2 separate regions of the Mus musculus genome follow, and region 1 is linked to region 2. The links are chromatin contacts, called in public Hi-C maps. All regions are on one chromosome and are shown on one strand. Each heading gives the region's core, a stretch centred on a gene start, on an enhancer-like site or on the middle of the called end of the contact. The rest is flanking DNA. Distances are from core to core; before and after follow the strand shown.

Region 1 (4,080 bases), core at 1,246-3,745, 390 kb after region 2:
TGTTTTGTCAAGGAACAGGCAAAGAAGACAACTTGCTCTAAGAGTGATTTATGGCTGAAGGAGGTACGGATTAGAAAGCAGGTAGTTAAGAAAGTATGGAGCCAATCAGGTCAGACCCTTCGGATGAAGGGTATCAGCATCATTACACCTGAGTAACTACAGAAGGACAAAATGGTCATCAGGGCAGGAGACAGCAGACAGCAGTCATCATTGTCATCACTTTGAGCCGAATTCTCTTCAGCTGTGTGGGTGCAGGACCAGCAGGGAGTTGATTTAACTAGGTTGTATCTGACTAATCACAGAAGCAATCTCTACTCCCCACACCCTATTCACCCACTCATGGAAAAATCAGCTATCTCTTTCCTAGTATACAGGAAGGTGGAGATGTTGATGAATCTGACTTGGCTTTCCATAACTCCTGCAAAAGTTTTGTTGTGTGTTATTCCCTCTTCTCTTGGTTGTTCATTTTCATCATTACACAGTACTATTGTGCCCTGACTGCAATTTTCCAAGTAAACATAATGACAACCATGGATAGTGATATAATTAGCATCCTCACAATATCTTAACGATGTTAAGTATCATTATTGACACATTTATGTTTGGGACATTTAATATATACTGAATCTTTTCAACAATTTCTCTTTTAAAAGTTTAATTTTCAAATTTTTCTCTTTCCTATATGTGTGTGTCTGTATATGCCATCTAAGTGCGGTGTCCTTTGAGGCCATAAGAAAGCATTGGAATCCCTAGAGCTGGAGTTAAAGGAGGTTGAGAGTCACCCAGTGTGGGAGCCAGCAACCAAACGTGAGTCCTCTGATGTTGTGGTTTTAATGACAATGGTATCTCTTCCTGTATGCTAAGAAAGAGATAGCTGATTTTTCCATGAGTGGGTGAACAGGGCGTGGGGAGTAGAGATTGCTTTAATGAGACTGTTATGTTTGAATAATTGGAATAATCATCATCAGTTGCTGGAACTGTTTGGGAAGAATTGGAGGAGTGGTGCTGGTGGTGGGCATTCTCAGGTAGTGCTCTGTCTGTCTGTCCATCTGATGCTTGTGGATTAGGAGGTAAGCTCTCAGCTAATGTGCCAGTGCCATACCTACCTGCCTGCCTGCTGCCATGCTCCACACCATGGTGGGCATAAACTGGAGCCTGCTGGAATCATGAGCTCCAGCAAACATTTTCTTTTATAAGCTGCCTTGGCCTTGGTGTCTCTTCACAGCAACAGAGAAGTAGTTAGGACACCCAGAAGAGCAGCCTGTGCTCTTAACCTGCTGAACTGCCTCTCCAGCTCTGTTTCCCCACTTTAAAGGAATGAAAATAGAAGGTAAACCAAATTGCAAGCCCAATAAATGTGAAAGATGAACCCAACCTCATCTCTGTGTGCTATACAATGGTGCCCTACTTATTGCAACCTCCACTTCTCTCTCTCTCTCTCTCTCTCTCTCTCTCTCTCTCTCTCTCTCTCTCTCTCTCTCTCCCTCCCTCTCTCTCTCTCTCTCTCTCTCTCTCTCTCTCTCTCTCTCTCTCTCTCTCTCTCTGTGTGTGTGTCTTGGGTGGTAGAGGGTTCTTTATGTGATCTAGGCTGCTCCAAACTCTCAATCCTCCTGCATCAAGCTTTCAACTGCTGTGATTACAGGTGTTTACTACCATGCCCAGCTTTCTTGCCTTTGTTAAGGCTAAATCAAGTTTTTCTCGTTCTCATCCCAACTGTCACATATATTCAAGTGTTGTGTAAGCTTGCCCCAAACCTTCATCCAAAGCATCTTTTCTGTCTGTCTCCTTTCAAACAACAGGTCTTACCTTGAAATCTTGAGATAGAAGCTTTATCTATCACAGTCCAGTCCTAACTTGTTCCAAATGCTGACCTTTTAGTAATATTCTCCAGCCCATGTATTCTAGGCTATTTTGCAGCATTTCAGACTTCTACCTACAGACTCTAATAGCACTTTTCATCCAGCTCTGATAAAGATAAATGTACTTGCCAAGTGTACTTTTGGAGGTAAAGTTGTTCATATTTGAGAAACTATAGATTGGGAATAACATTAGACAAGACTTTGTGTTAGTTGTATTTTAATGCTTTACATTTCAGATTCTCACTTCATCTGTAATACTAAAATTCTGCTGCTTGTGGGTGCAAAAGATTGAACTTAAGGTCCCACACATTCTAACAGGCTCTACCGCGGGATTATAGCCTCTGTTTTATAATATGTTTAAGGAAAAGGACAAACTCTTCTGAGAGCCTCTTAGCATCACCAGCATAGTTTCAGATAATCAAAACTCTGTCAGTATGCTTTAAAATGAAGAAGTGACCTGTGGTGGCTATTACATTCTATTACAGTGTCTTATCATTGGTGACAGAGACCATGAAATAGTCCTCTTTGGAACTTCAGCATGTGGGAAAAAATACATACTACGTGCTCAGTGTGTGGCTTTAAAACTCTTCCTGGAGGAATTTCTGAAATTGGCTTTTAACTGTGGCCTCTATTCACATCACAGCCCTGCCACCTAGTGGCCAATTACCCAGATTTAACTACAATACCTCGGATGAAAGGTGCGAATACTGACTTGTTTATCAAAGAACTGAAGTGTAAAAGTATATTCAGCTTCATTAGGTAAGGAGATTCTAAGCCATACATAGAAAACATTTTACAACAATGAGAATGTTCAAACTTTTAATGTTTCGCTAAGCTGATTGAAATGAATGCCTATAGATAAGACGTTCGTCATTCCAATGTGTTCTCAGTATGTGACATATGCATCTTTATTCCAAGCAGTGTCTTTGCTCATTAAGATCAAGCATTGTTGCTTTTCCCTCATCTTCAATAAAGTCCTTCCAAGATATAGAACTCTGTGAAATAGGAAGATACATTGTTCATGTAGCATAAAAAATTGACTGGACCAAAGTTGATTGACTGTTTGGAGTGAAATTATCAGTTTTGATCGATTAGTGTGCTTGTAGCAATGACTGAATTAATCCATCAGTTCAACTAAGTAGGTTAATAGAAATGCTGTAATAACAAAAATATAAGCTGTGAGGAAGCACTTTCACTTTCATTGTTGATTAAATGAAACTCAGTAACGAAAACTCAATGTTTTCATCACTTGGAATTATATATGCTCAAGTGACTCATTTATTACTTACAATGCTAAAATACTAATATAAAAATTAATAATAATGCAGTGACTATCACGCGCAGGATAGGGGAAATGAATGACAGGGAGCTGAGAAGTAAGAGTACATTTTAATTTTAACTTCAGGAGTTAGGATTTGATACATCATAAATCTGTTACTAATCCATATTTATGAGTTACAAAATGTATTTTGCCTTAGCAGGAAGGCATAACCAAGTGTCTCTAAAACATGGTGCATTGTTCTGTCACTTGTCTGTGGTTTTTGGAGGGTATTAATATACTTTGATGCCAAATATAACAGATGTATGAACTCACACATCGATCTTCCTAATATTAGCTCTGGATGCATCGGTTATGTGAAAGAGGCTTACTTGTTTCTGATACTTCACACTTTCCTGATGACAGGAATGACCCCATTTTTCTTTTCCTCTCTGCTATTTAAGACATCTGAAGAAAGCAAAAGAGATTATTTAAATCAGGTCCTACTTACATACATGCAGAAATTGAGATTTTGGAAAAACTTGGCAAAAAAATCCAAGATAAATGAAACTAGTGGTTATAGATGGTTCCAGAACTCACATCTGCTGAAAGAGTAACTCTCAGAGGATCAGCCTTGAGGCTGCTCTGTAGCTTCACACCTGAGAGTGCATATACCACCCAAGCACAAGAGATGTGAGAGCCAAGCTCATGGTGCTTTATGTCCCTGGACACTTCCGTAAGCATTAGGAGTTCCAACTTCACCAAGTCACTTTGAATCCATGCATTGTCATGTTTCCTACTGAGAGGACAACATAAAACCCCATTTGTCTCCATTTAAGGACCAGAACTGATTTCAAAGAAAGTCTGTAAGGCACCAGCTCCAGGGACAGACCATAAGTCCTAGAAACTAGGCCATAAGACACCAGCTCCAGGGAAAGACCATAAAATCCAGAAAGCAATCAT
Region 2 (3,978 bases), core at 176-2,675:
GTGAATTTCTAGAGATGGTCACATCCCTCATACAAAACACCGTAGCATTTACATAGTGCCTACACGCATCCTTCCACACACTTAAGTCTCCATCCTACTTATAATGTTGTCTACAGTGCGAAAGCAATGTAGCCATATACTGCTTTCTACAGGGAACAATAACAAAGAAAAGAATCTGTACCTGTCATATGTATGCATGTATAGTAGATATATGCGAGCTATAGTATATATATATGCCTAGTTTTCAGACACAATATAAATAACATATGTCGGGGAACACTCTCCCAAAAGGGTACTTACTCTGGTTTTTATGCTCCGGTCAGTGCCAGCTTCCAGCAGGAGTTTGATACATTCCTTATTTCCATTTTTACAGGCCAAGTACAAAGGTGTCTGTCCTCCAGCAGCAGAGTGATTAATGTTGGCATTGTATGCAGTTAGTAATTCTATACATCTGTACATAGAATTATGATTAGTTACATACAGATGAGGCATCACCTGGAAAGGGCTCCCTGAGCAGGTATTAAATCCAGATAACATGCATGACCAAGCATTCATATTGACGTGTCAATTATTTCATTCAGACCTTCTGTACATTATTGGCTTGCTATCACTTTCATATGACTAAAAACTAAACTTTAGTCTCAAAATTTATGAAAACATAAAATTGTCCATTTACAAATGTTCAAACCTAGTTCAGGATCCTTCTTACCAACTTTTACAGGAGTTGTCCTTGGAACAGGTTTGATTTGTTAGGTTAAATGTTATACCGTACTTGGTATACATTACATAGTATTTGTGATTCAAAATGGTTTTTGCCTTGACAAAAAACAAACAAACAAAAAAAAAAAAACAAAAAAAAAAACAAAAAAAAAACCCCAAAAAAACACATGAGGCTGCTGAATCATTCTGTGATTTTTTTTTTTATTCACTCAAGAAAATGATTATAAATAGCATAGACAGCCGAGCACTGTGTGCTTCCTCTATAAAAAGGAGCAGGGGGCTGGGAAAAGGGCTGCCTTGAGAGAAGGATGGAAGAGGCTGTCTCTTTGGGTAGGAGCTGGCTTCTGAGGACACAGCTACACAGAAACACACTCAAGAAGAAAAGGAGGCCATGCTGCGACTGCGACTTTGTGATTAGTTCAACACAGAGATAGAATGTGGACAAAGTGAAGGATTTGCCTTTGGGGAGTTCATTTTTCTTTCAGCATTTGGCTTACATAAGTTATTACTTTTTTTTTTTTTAAGTAACACGCTGACATATCTGTGTGACGCAATCTTTAAATTTACTGATTCCTGAATTTCCACAGGGTTTTGTTTTTTTTTGTTTTTTTGTTTTTTTTTGTCCAAAGCTATCCATGCTTCTGTACTGTGACAGTGACATCCTCCAAGCACGGAGCTTACAGATGGCCTGGTAACATGAAGGTGACGGACACGGAAACCCAAGCCAGCAGGAGAGATCTGTTCAGTGGGACACAGAATATAACCAGAAGGTAACAGCAAAAAGTAGCTCTGATGTGAGTTCCCAAACTGAAGCCAGGCTGCTGAGACGCATGGCAGACACATACGAGCAATGACTCTAGACACTGAAGGCTGCCTCCGGAATACTGGAGAACACACTTAGAATTAACAGTGCTGATGTGAATTCTAAAAAGCTTTATTTTTAAGAATGGTATAGTTTGAGCTGGGGAAGTAGCTCAGCTGTTGAAGGCTAAGGCTTATAACCAAAATGTCATGGATGCTGTAATTTGTGCAAGACTATTTCTCTCTGGACAGATGGATCTGAAAGGTGGCTGCAGTATTTATTCCTCACAACCTGCCAGCTCAGCACACGCAGGACAGCAATTTGACAATATTCTATTATTAAAATGGGACTTTTAGTTTTTAAAAAGAAATCCCTGTATTTAATGACTTCGAAGCTCTTTAGAACTCATGGTTAAAGTTATGTGCATATTAATTAACAGGTTCCCTTTGTACATGAGCTACTTTCAGTTTGCAAAAGCTTTGCTTTGATTTTTCTCTTAATTGTGAATGAAGAAACAGGAGCATTTGGGACTATCAAATAACTTACCTTACTGTAGAATAACGGGATTTTAGTAAACAATATAATTCTACGTTCTACCTTTAATGTTAGCACTAACAAAAGCCTTTATAGAAAAGAGAAAGCAGACAAAGCTCTCAGCACACCTTACTTTGTTCTCCATTGCTATACTAATGTTGAGCTTTTCCAGAAGCAAGTTCATTGATGGATAGATCAGATTGTATACATCTATGTACAGATTATATACAGACTAGACATATACACACTTGCTTTAGATACAGCACTTAACTATTATTATGAGAACAAATCTAAGGTCCTTCTTTGCATTTGAACACTCAAATATGTTTGGTGGATTTCTCAATGACTATTAACCACTCATTTACATACTTAGCAGGAGTGAACTCTGTGCCAAATATTAAAAAGGGGTCCACTTCCATAGGAAAAGAAGAATGAAGAGCATCACTTACTCAAAATGTCCCTGAGCAGCTGCGACGCACAAGGGTGTGAAGCCATTTTTATCAGCAGCGTCGACTCGGGCTTCTGCATTCAGCAGCAATCGCACACAGTCTACAGGATTTTAACAGAAGGTCACTCAGTGCAATGATGAGCCAGGTTCCCTCTAAGCTGTGCAGAGAATCTAGCAGCAAAGGCTGACCTGACCGCTCTGTCCTGCTGGATGTGGCATGCCACAGACTTTCACATGGAGAGCCATCTCTTTTCCTGAAGACAGGATATCTCCACAGCCACCAAGACATGGTTTTAAAAAAATATTTCCAGTAGAGTTGTTGATGGGTTAAAAAAAGAATACCATGTACCGGAAAAATACTTTGCTAGGTTCTAGGCCTGATTTTCTTCAAAAGAATGTTTTGGGGCAGACAATCAGATCTGTTTACCAAACTGTATTTATATAGTTACATTCTTACTGAATGATTAATGCTAATCTAATCATCAAAGTACTTCTATGTGGGCCATCCTACACTTGGCTACTTGAAGATCAAGGAAAGCCCACAGAAAGCCACCTGAGACACAAACATCACTAACACAGAACTTTCATAAATAATACTGAATGATCTAAATTTAATTTCTCTACAGTGAAGAAAATTCCCCCAGTGCCTTTTGAATTCCAAAGTGCTTTACATGTACTGAGTCTCCTTAGCTCCGAGTCTATCTGATCCAAGCAGGAAATAGTCCACAGTGCACACACATAGTAGCTTAGAACATGTAGTCAAGCCATCTCTTTTTCTGTGTTACCACGTGTTTTAGTATAGTTAACTACAAGATTTGCATTTGAAAGAGTAAAAAGAATTATTAGTCTTTGCTGTCATAACATTTATAGTAAGTTTTCACTTCTCAAAAAAAAAACCAATCTAAATAACTATAAATTATTACAAGTCCACTCTTTCTAATTGGTAGAGCCTCACTGTGGCAGCCACTCAACACCTAAGCCTAAGAGCCTGGAAGACCTGCTTCTCCCACAGCAGGTATTCTTGCTACCAAGGAAATCAGGGTTACTCTGTGCTGACAAGAGTGACCTCGGATGGAGAGTTACATTTTAATGTGTGTTTAAAAATCTCTATATGGACAATACATTTTGTTGTACCTTTGTGAAAATTGATTCACCACTGGCTCTACATTTTACAGTAAGGGGCCATATAATTAGGTCCTTAAATATTCATAAGACTTTAAAACTTATTTTTAAAAAATCCCCATTCTGTTCCTCCTTAAAAAAAAAAAAAAAAGAAATCCAAGAGGACCCTTTGCTCACAGCAGTGATTTAAATCACCTTTGGTCATCCATACTTTTGCCAAGTATGTTAAGGTAAGACACTGTTGGTTTGTTTTTTTTGTTTTGTTTTGTTTTGGCTTTTTACCTGTATGTCCATTCTTAGCAGCAGAATACAAGGCAGAATGGCCATCTTCGCAGGAGTAATTTATGTCCAG

What was found. A called contact is a pair of places that touch in the nucleus more often than the background predicts.
Region 1: a Hi-C map of cortical neurons shows a contact between it and region 2, with 3 times the contacts expected there. The contact joins two enhancer-like sites. A contact is called at or near these places in 15 of 39 promoter capture datasets (the 3T3-L1 cell line, 3T3-L1-derived adipocytes, the HPC-7 cell line and 9 more), 4 of 484 Hi-C or Micro-C datasets (cortical neurons, embryonic stem cells, hematopoietic stem cells and 1 more), 2 of 115 datasets of contacts at active chromatin or transcription factors (VIP interneurons and embryonic basal ganglia) and 1 of 9 other capture datasets (pancreatic islet).

The regions. Positions count from the first base shown.
Region 1 is chr6:18,817,051-18,821,130 of GRCm38.p6, forward strand. No RefSeq gene overlaps it. Among named protein-coding and RNA genes, the nearest start is that of Lsm8, 30 kb to the right of the region's middle. Within about 2 kb of position 2,496, at least 7 of the 459 cell types and tissues checked have an H3K27ac peak or open chromatin away from gene starts, as enhancers often do. A contact at or near this core is called in cortical neurons, where this site is marked.
Region 2 is chr6:18,423,531-18,427,508 of GRCm38.p6, forward strand. Cttnbp2 (cortactin binding protein 2) reads right to left here. Exons shown (of 23, transcript NM_080285.2): 5 at 3,909-3,978; 6 at 2,506-2,605; 7 at 301-451. Among named protein-coding and RNA genes, the nearest start is that of Gm40356, 9.9 kb to the right of the region's middle. Within about 2 kb of position 1,426, at least 14 of the 459 cell types and tissues checked have an H3K27ac peak or open chromatin away from gene starts, as enhancers often do. A contact at or near this core is called in cortical neurons, where this site is marked.